Regions from separate parts of the Sus scrofa genome. Here region 2 is linked to region 1. A link is a contact called in public Hi-C data. All regions are on one chromosome and are shown on one strand. The core of a region is the stretch at or near the end of the contact, and the rest is flanking DNA. Distances in the headings are between cores, read along the strand shown.

Region 1 (5,182 bases), core at 862-3,361:
TGGAAAAAATAGAAATCATTAAAAAAAAAAAAAAAGGAAAGAAAGAAACCACGGCGGGGCCATTTAGAGCCTCATGTCTGGAAAGAGAGAACTTGGTGCTAGGATATTTTGACTTTTGGGGGTGACTGAGCCTGGACTATGTGACCATGGGCTGTGTAGGCTGCCCCGTTTAGGCTTAGGGGACTCAGGGGAGGGGTGTGCAGAACATGGAGGAATTAAGCATATATAGAAAAGTATATATAGTAACAAGTTGAAATATATATAGAAAAGAAAGATGTAAGAAATGGAGAAAGTCGAGGAAGCTCTCATTCCTGGATCCAGAACCTTCTGCAAGCTAGACCAAGTCCTTCTTTCAAACGCTCAGAGCCTTTTCCTTTTCCACCAATGCTAGTTTGAGTTTCTTTTGCTATTTTAAGACCAAAGAATCTTAATTAACACATTCATGAAAGAGGGCAGTAAGATTTAAGGTTGGAAAGTATGTTTCGGGCAGCTAGGAATGAATGTATAAATGAATCACACCGGAGAGTGACAAAATACTGAGTTGCATTAGCACCAAAAGGGATTTAGGTATTTATGGAAATTCCTGTTCATAATAAAGACTTTTTTTTCTTTGATGATTAGGATTTTTTTTTTAGAGGTAAAGCGTTATTTATTTAAATTTTTTTTTAAAAAAACATTTTATTGTAGTTAATTTACAATGTCGTGATAATTTCTGCTATACCAGTGATTCAATTCTACATATAGACTCATCCATTCTTTTTCAGATTCTTTCCCCATATAGATTATCACAGAATATAATTTAGACAGAAAGAAAACATCATACAACATCACCTACATGTGGAATCTAAAAAAAGGATACAAGTGAACTTATTTGCAGAACAGAAACAGAGGCACAGACTTTGAAAACAAACTTAGTGTTGCCAAAGTGGACATGTGGGGAGGGAGGGACTCCAGGTTTGGGATTGGCATTGGGATTGGCATATGCACACTGTGGTATATGGAGTAATTGGCCAACAGAGACCTGCTATGCAGCACAGGGAACTCTATCCAATATTCTGTCATTAAGGCTTTTAGCCCTTGAAGTGGGTTATCAACGAATGTAAAGGAAAGTCCTCCGTGTAGGACACTAGGCAGAGGACAGAACTAGCTTGACGGTGATATAAAAATAGTCTGCCCTCAGCAGGGTTGAGCATTAAGGAAGGAGAATGGTTGGTTGAAATCTAAGACCTCTTCAAGCTACATTCTGGAATTATAATGTGGTGTGGAAAAAGAGAACAGAGATTCTGAAGTCAGATAGGCATGGGCTTGAGTGTTTGTTTTAGTTTACCAGCTTCAACATGGGATTGAAAACATAACTCTTGTGGCTATTAAGTAGTATCACATAGCAAAAGCAATTACCACAAGTCCAAGCAGGTAACCAGGCATTCAAAAAATGTTAGTGCTTGCCGTTTGTAAAAAACGATGTTTCAACGTTGTAATAAACCAATTGCTTCCTTAAAAAAAGAAAAGCAAAAAAAAAAAAAAAAACAACAGAAAAAACCCCTCACTCTTGTGAACCCCTGTGCTGCTTTTTTTCTTTTAGTTATTTGTTGTCACCCAAATTAGCATTTGCTTCACTTAAAAGTTAAATACCTCCCTATAATGCAATTTATCAAAGCAGACATATTGAAAAATATATCATCCATGTCCTTAGGTGGTGAAATCTTATTTCATTTCATCATAATATTTTACATATAAGTGAGACTATCTTTTAACCAGGTAGATTTTCACGCTGATGTCAAATCCCTGTGGAGAGCCAGCATCTTCCCAGGACTGAGCATCCCTGTATTTTGTTATTAAGAGGAAAGGGCGGGAGGATCTTTCCCCTTATATGAAATGCCTGGGCATGGAGTCCCTTCTCTTCTTGCTCTTTTGAAACTCAGAAACAACTTCATGGTGTTGAAGGTCAATCTGAAGAGTCCCCGAAAGGAAGAGACTTCCCAGTGGATTTGTAGCTGGATACAGAGTTTATGGGGTTGGCCTTCGCAGCCCTGGAGAGTTCTAGCACGCTGGGAAAAAAGGTGGCAAGTCTGGTATGAATAAAAGAAAAAAGCCAAGGGGAGGAAATACTTGAGGAATGAGTGACCAAGAGGAGATGCCAGGCTCCGTATGAACTGGTAATGTAACTAAGATCAGATATAGCATTTCCAAAGTTGATCTCAGGTGATCAGAACTTAAAGTTTGGAAAATGGGTCCTAGAGTGATGTGCCCAAGGTTACCTAGCTATTTCATGTAGATCCCCAAGCTAGAAACTTCTATATTCCTGTTTAGATCATCATCCTTTGTACCTAAGGATACAGAAATTTGAAGATATGGTAGAACATAAAATATTGTATCCAGGCTGAATGGAGCAGAGCCATCTTTTTTCTCTCTTCTGATGAGTCTAGCTGGTTTCCTGGCTTGGATTTCAAGATCATTCCAGTTTCAGGGTCTTATCTTGTGTCTATTTTTGGACTCTACTGGTCGGTAGCATTTTTTAGCAAAGCATGGCATAAAACCACTTCCCACTATTCTGTTTCTGGTCAGATTGCCTGGAAACCACACTGACTTCAAATTCCTGGCATGGCCAAGAAACCTGGCTGTGAACCATCTTTAAAGTACTCTGTGCACTGAGCACAAGCACAGCCGCATTCCTCAGCAACACCCCCCGCAAGATGTCAGCACATCTGCACGGCCAGCAGTTTACCCTCAGGCTATAGCGGATTCTGTGCACCCTCTGTTCTCCAAGCTGACTTATCCAAGGCAAACTAATTAGCTCCTCTAGCTCTACTGAAGTCTTTATTTTTCCCACAGGAACAGAGAACAGAAAAAGCATTCGTATAGGTTGGTGAGATAGATGTGCTGTGTCAGGACATCCAGTTTCATAGGACTTGAGCCTATATCCTGGGTCAGCATCCTGGGCCCTAGTTAAGGGGTTAAACATTTGGATGAGACATGGATTCTGCCCTAAGATGATTACAATATCATAGGCAGTTTTGGGAAACGTCACATAAGATGGCCAATATTGGCATTTCCATTGTGGCTCAGTAGTAACAAACCCAACTAGTATCCATGAGGATGCGGGTTGGATTCCTGGTCCCACTCAGTAGGTTAAGGATCTGGCTTTGCCATGAGCTGTGGTGTAGGGTGGCAGCTTTAGCTCCAATTTGACCCCTAGCCTGGGAACTACCATATACTGCTGGTGTGGCCCTAAAAAGCAAACAACAACAACAACAAAAAGAGGCCAAATACTATGGGAAGTGTGAAATGAGAAAGATACCAAAATCACATCAGATGGGGGAAATTCTGAACGATTTTGTGAAGAACATAGCACTGAGATGGCCACTGAAAGATGGATAGGACATTACAGCCTCGAAGTCAAGAAATGGGAAAGAAGGATGCTCCAGAGGGAGGGGCAAGAGCAAGAGTCAGTAGCAGCAAGCTTTGGACCATGGTCCAGAAACACTGGATAGTGTAGCTGGACCAAAGCATGAGTAACTGTGGGAAGGGAACGGCAGGTGAGAACAGCTAGGATCATCCTGGGGAAGTTGGACTTTGATGTCTTTGTCTAGAACAGTTCTTGAGAAAGATGATTCAAATATCTGAAGTGACCCTGAGGACAAGGGTGATAGTGTATTTGCTCAGCTGCCTGGGAGAGTGACCACGGAAGTGATCTGAGCTGGAGTGGTGAGGAGGGCTCACACTTGAGGGCTAGAGCCCGTGTCTAGCTACCAACCCCTGCGGAATGTGGAAGGATGGATCCTTGGCTGTTTTGGAAGTCTCTAGCTTATCTAACACTCTAAGAGAATATTTTGTTTATTTTTTTCTTCCTTTTTGGTTTCCTTAGAAAGCATAATAAACATGGTACAAGATGTATTTTCAAGAGAACAAACTTCACTACTCTTAAAAAAAAAAAAAAAAAATAGCGCACCACTCCCAAAGCTGCATTCAGTACAGTTTGAACTCTGCAAGGCCTTTTTTCAATGACAGCCCCTAATTGAATTTTGAGTATGCTTTTTCAAATTTATCCAAAGAAGTGGAAAAATGCAAGAACAAAGTTACCTACAGGATGGAAGGCACTTTGTTAAATTCTTTTGACCCATGTCATTGATGTCCTTTAATCCTGTGTATTTATATTAACACTAAAAAAGGCACTACTTATTACCGAATTCTGGAGGAAAAAACCCCACAGTAATCTGAGAGCTTTCTAATCCTTAAAATGAAGGAGAGAAACCATGGTGTCTTTGAAAAGGGCTTAAGGTAGATTTTTAGGAAAGTTGAGAATATTGATGACCAAAAGAAGACCAGGCAAAATAATCAGGACAATCCAGATGTAAAATCTGCAAACCTAAGGGAAGAATTGTTTACACTCTTGCAAAGAGATGACCCAGAAGAGCTGTGACAGAGCTGTGCTCTGTTATCCACCACTTTAGAAACTGTAAATCTTGCAATAAACATCGGGGTGCATGTATCCATTTGAATGATAGTTTTTTCCAGATATATGCCCAGGAGTGGGATTGCTGCATCACATGGTAGCTCTATATTTAGTTTTCTGAGGACCCTCCATACTGTTCTCCATGGTGGTTGTAATAATTTACACACCCACCAACAGTGTAGGAGGGTTCCCTTTTCTCCACACCCTCTCTAAAATTTGTTATTTATAGACTTATTAATGAAGGCCGTTCAGACCAATGTGAGGTGGTAACTCACTGTAGTTTTGATTTGCATTTCTCTGTTGATTTGAACCATAACTCCCCTTCACAGGACTGTTCCCTCCCTGAAATAAAGGTCGGAGCATCCGCGGTGTATAGAAAGAGCAGACTGAGAGAAGATCTTACTTGCAAGTTGGCACATGGCAGCTTCACCTCAACTGTAGCAGTGATGGTTTTGTGCACTAAGCCCCGGATTGGAAAGGGAGAAACAAGATCGAGATTAAAACCTCCAGTCGGTTACTTACTGGCAGTGGGACTCAGTCTTCCCGAGCCCCAGCCCTTTCCTTGTCTTGGAAAAGGCCATTCTTACACCTCTCCCAGGAGTACCTTGAGGGGACATTGAGATGGGACATAGAAAAGCCACAGTATTTGTATAAAATAATAACGGAGTTCCCGTCGTGGCTCAGTGGCTAACGAATCCGACTAGGAACCATGAGGTTGCAGGTATGATC
Region 2 (5,182 bases), core at 1,524-4,023, 180 kb after region 1:
TAGCTCCTCTGATGGGTCAGACTCTTTTCTTTCGAATATTTTAAAACCACCGAACAAAACACAACATGTTAGGTTATAAATCAGCTTATACAGATTTACCACACTTACAATGCACCCAACCTAAAGAAGCTCTTTTCTTCCCAGGGTCACAAAAGGAACCATTTTCACATATGCTATTGAAAGGACATGCTAAAGATCAGCTGTGTAAATTAATCCTTCATTAGGTCAAACAAAGACTTTGTATTTGCATAAGCAGACTTTTGGCAGATGTGATTGTGTACCTGAAATATACCAGATATTTCAGATGTACCCAGTATGCTACCTGTTTTAAATCATTTAAGCCTCATTAAAAACCCAAGATGCAAAGCAGTGTTAGTCTCCCCATTTTACAGACAAGAAAGTTGAGGAAAAGTTAATTTCTGATGATCACATAGCAAGAATTGGCAGAGCCAAGACTTGTACCCAGATTTACATGATTTTAGAATCATAATTAAGCACAAAAATACTCTCCCTAGGATAAGCTGCAGCTTACATCTCAAGATTTTATAGGCATCTCAAGATCTTACCTGCCCCTAAGATATCTTCCCCTAGTCTTGCTGCCATAAAATTCCTATTATTAGACAAATTGCTTGATTTGAGATCATATTTTCAGAAAAGTATCATTAAAATAGGAAGATAGCCTGAGAACAACAGGCCTTTTTCCTTCTTTACACTGAAGCACCACTAGAAAACATTTCTGGAGTATTTGGGGAGATATATCTGTTCTAATGTTGAAACATAAGAGAACAGGAGGCCTCAGGGAAGGGGATTTAAGCCTGGTAGATTTTGATGGGGGAATGAAAGGAAAGTTCTGGAAATTGAACCACTGATTAAATTTCATTGCACAATTCTGAGAAGTGAACATGCCCTGAGAAAAGGAATTAAAGAGAAAGGGTAGATAAAATACTCAAGAGATGTGTCAAGAGATGTGTCATCAGGACAGAGTTGGCCAATTTTTACCACTTGGCTTTATTCTTTCCAGTGGTCTTTCCAATCTGACTTTCAGAAATCCACTCACCATGCACAGCTTCAAACTTTCCAATGAATGATCAGTGAATCTCTTCTCCAGATCAGGCAAATGAGTACTTATTGAGCATTTAAAATAAGCCCCTACCCACCAGTCCACAACACTCCCCACCACATGTTATCTGCTACCCTTATTATTCCTTTTCAAAACCCACATCATTACCTTAAATACGAAATTGTTATATTTCACTTTGTTATATTATTTGCTTATTTATCATCTGTCTGTCTGTCAAGATAGTAAATTCCAAGAGGGATAACTTTATCAATCTTGTTCGTCCCTGCATTACTAGCACCTAAATAGTCCCTGAAATTGTAGGTACACAATATGTATTTGTTATATGATTAAATCAATTATGTTATAGACTTCTGTAAGAAGTACTGAAAAAGTTCATGTATAACATGATTTAGTGTTTACTATTTCCCAGGCCTGTTCCAAGCATGTCCTATTCAATCATTCATTCATTCCTTTAATATTCATTATATTTATATAAGGTAGATACTCTTATCCTCATTTCATAGATAAAGAAAGTGAGGCCCAGAAGGTTATGTAACTAGCTCAATGCCATGCCCAGGAAGTGGTGGAGCCACAACGGAGCCCAGGTTGTCTGGCTCCAGGGTTCCCTTAAACACCACACTAAAATAAGACAAGACATTGGCACTTTATTTGGGGAGGTCTGCCCGCATGAAAAGTAATGAAGTTCATAGTAAATAACAAATGAAGGATCATCAAGTTTTCTAAGGGTTGAGAGGAGAGAAGGCTCAGGGGACTCAGGTGGTCAAGGAAGGTCTCACAAAGAATCTGATATTTGGACTGGGTTTTGAATAATGGTTTGTCTAGTGATGGAGATCTCCCATCACTGAAGTCCCAGTGATTACAGTTTAAAAAAAAAAAAAGTTCCTGTTGTAGTTCAGCAGGTTAAGAACCTGACTAGTATCCATGAGGATGCGGGTTCAATCCCTGGCCTCACTCAGTGGCTTAAGGATCTGGCATTGCTGCAAGCTGCTGTGGCTGTGGGGTAGGCTGGCAGCTGCAGCTTCGATTCGACCCTAGCCTGGAAACTTCCATGTGCCACAGGTGTGGACCTAAAAAGAAAAAAAAATCTTGTTCCATTAAAGATGTAAAGGACAATGATCACATGACACACAGACATCGCTTTGTAGGTTTTGTTTGCCTTGGTTTCAAAACACTTGATAATACTTACAAGGATTCGGGGAAAAGAGGAAACAAACACTAAGGGCCTGAAGATGTCAGTGTCCTGAGATGATCTGGAGGAGGCAGCCCTGCTTTGGGGACATTCAGGTGTGATCACTGAATCTAAGTGGTCCAGGAGTCAGGAATTCTGCCTGTGGGAAGCGAGACAATTAAGATACACTGACCCTCCCCTCCCCTATTCTGTCTTCCATCACTGCACTGAAAACTGACCTATTCTTACCCGAAAGTTTAGAAAGCCAGAGCTTTGTTAAGAATGACTCATCAGTACTGATTGGTGATTTCCCAAGTGAAGTCAAAATATCAATACATGATTCAACACCAATTGCTGTGGTGATTATCAGGATGCAAAAATTGGCATTGCTACCGATGAGAAGTGAAGTGGCTCATTCTCTTTGGGGTTATGAACTATGGAGTCTTCAGCACTGTAGGGTGTCAGTGAGGTGGAGAATGAGTTAGAAAACAACATGCAAAACATAGCTCCCATTTTTTTACTTTCCCATCTAAGACTAAACCACAAGATTCCATTAGTGGTGCTTTCAATTCCTTCTATTCATCAGGGTAGCAGGATTCATGATTCAATGAACTAAGAATTAGAATCCTTTCTCTTGAAAATTGGTTTTTGAAAGTGCCTGGTGGGTATGACTAAGAGGTTTTGTGCATTGGGGTTTCAGTCGATGTTTGTGTTTTTTCTTATTATGACTTAAAGGAAAAAACCAAAATCTAAAATTAGCACTTGTTTTTTTCAACTTGGAACTTTATAAACACACCAGCAATGGTGTGTGTGTGTGTGTTTTGCAATAAGCAATATTACTATTTTTTGACATTTTAATTGCTGTTCCTTGACATATTTAGTGAGGTTTTAAAGGTTTCTTTAGAGAGAGGGGGAAAAAATGAAAGAAAAAAATGGCTGGCTTCCAAATCACCATATGTTTCCAATTGCAAATTCAAAAGCAGAAGACAGGTCTGAACTCAAGCTGTACAGACTTTTGTGGGAGTTACAGAGCTGGGGAGATAGATCCTCTTTTTAAATTTACTTTTTAGAATTTCAGTGTTATCCAATAACAAATGATTGAGAGGGAGATAAAGCATTCAGCAAATATTCATTGAGAATCATCTGTGTTTTAAGACGTTGGGTAGGGGAGGATACAAAGAGGTTTAGATGGGGACACAAGTTTACAGCAAAAGCAAAAATCCAATACAAGATTATAGTGTATTCAATCAGAAATTCTCCAGAAGATCAAAGAGTAAGGAGCTGACCTGCAAAAGAAGGATGCATAGGAGAGGTAAGACTCAAGGTTGGTCTTGAAGATGGACCATAGGATATTCTAGGTGAAAGGAACTATAGAACTAAAGCCACAACAATGGCGCTATGCAAAGCACATTCAAGTGTGATCACTGAATCTATGTGGCTGCAACCGAGTTCATATGGCGATGGAGAAGGGAGAATAGAGAGAAGATTGGAAAAAGTAAGTGGAAGTTAGATTATGGTGAACTTGAAGGACAGGCTTGATACATTGCCATTATCATTGTTGTTGAAATTTCATTGAATGCAAACAATTCTTTGAGTTAGGTATTAATTATTAGTCCCTTTTTATAGGTGAAGAAACTGAAGCTCATAGAGGCTAAGTAACTGTCCAAATTCAGGTAGCGAACATTTGCTGAAAACAGACTTGAACTGAGGTCTGTATGATTCCAAATTCTCTTTACCTCTTTAGCTACAATGACTGGGCAGACTTGAGTGATAACAAGCATTGGCCAGTGGGTGGGATATTCTAGCAGGAACAGTGATATATTATGGCAAGACAAAGAAATTAGAATGTGTAAATTAAACGGCAACTGCTTAGACCAAGGTGGCCACATGGCATGGTGGAAACTAACAGGACTCCTTGAGCTGTTGAGTCTTCAAGAGAGACCTCGTCATTAAAGGCTATACCACCTAGCCTCAGAGTTAGACAGTTCTCTTTCAATATGAAAGAGGCACATTCATTTATTAAGAAGCCCACGTAGGGTGGGGAGCCAGAGTAGCTAAGGGTCTTTGGATCCATGGCAGTCCAACATTTCCTATTTGAGCAACTGGCCCCCTTGGAACATTTGAAAATTGCCAAGACTCCGGTCCTTGAGTCAAATCCAGTTAATAAATGCCCCAAGACTCTGTGAGTCGCTGAAGTGACAGGGGCTAGGGCCTCAGAAGCCCCTTTGTTTGCAAGCAATATATATCTCATTGTCAAAAGGGCTTATTGTTCCATGTTACTATACAAAAGCAAAAAAACACAAGGGGCTGAGTTGACTTCAAGTGTAATGTAGCTAGATCCAGGTGCTCAGAAAATGTATGTTGTCTTTCACCATCCCTTAGTTCTGTTATCCCCAGCAATGGTTTCATTCTTAGGTCATTGCTCCAAGTGGTGGCAAAAATCACTAACAGTTCTCTTACCCCAGGGATAGTGTCACAAGAGAGTGCATTTTCTCCAAAAATGCAGCAAAACTCCTGGCACTAGGTCATAATGATCCAACTTGAGTCACATGCTCATTCCTAAACCAATTACAGCAGCCAGAAAATTGTCGTGTTCTGATTGGCTGGTTCTGGCTCACGTGCCTCCCCCGCACAGTTAGGAGAGAGGCCTGGCTGCACTCAAAACATGTGGAAGACTGGGAAATGGGAGTTCCAGTTTTGCCTTGGTGGAAGTGAATGCACTAGTATCCACGAGGATGTGAGTTTGATCTCTGGCCTCAATCAGTGGGTTAAGGATCCAGCGTTGCCATGAGCTGCGGTATAGGTTGCAGACACAGGTCGGATCCGGTGTTGCTGTGGCTGTGGTGTAGGCTGGCAGCTGTAGCTCCAATTCAACCCCTGGCCTGGGAACTTATATGCCACACCTGTGGCCCAGAAAAAAAGAAAGAAAGAAA

Evidence for each region. Hi-C and Micro-C count contacts between places; a contact is called where the count stands out from the background.
Region 2: a contact with region 1 is called in a Hi-C map of embryonic fibroblasts, with 1.5 times the contacts expected there. The contact joins two enhancer-like sites. A contact is called at or near these places in 2 of 47 Hi-C or Micro-C datasets (embryonic fibroblasts and subcutaneous adipose tissue).

Annotation. Positions count from the first base shown.
Region 1 is chr9:27,393,075-27,398,256 of Sscrofa11.1, forward strand. No RefSeq gene overlaps it. Among named protein-coding and RNA genes, the nearest start is that of MIR7143, 89 kb to the left of the region's middle. Within about 2 kb of position 2,112, at least 4 of the 83 cell types and tissues checked have an H3K27ac peak or open chromatin away from gene starts, as enhancers often do. A contact at or near this core is called in embryonic fibroblasts, where this site is marked.
Region 2 is chr9:27,572,813-27,577,994 of Sscrofa11.1, forward strand. No RefSeq gene overlaps it. Among named protein-coding and RNA genes, the nearest start is that of CEP57, 240 kb to the right of the region's middle. Within about 2 kb of position 2,774, at least 5 of the 83 cell types and tissues checked have an H3K27ac peak or open chromatin away from gene starts, as enhancers often do. A contact at or near this core is called in embryonic fibroblasts, where this site is marked.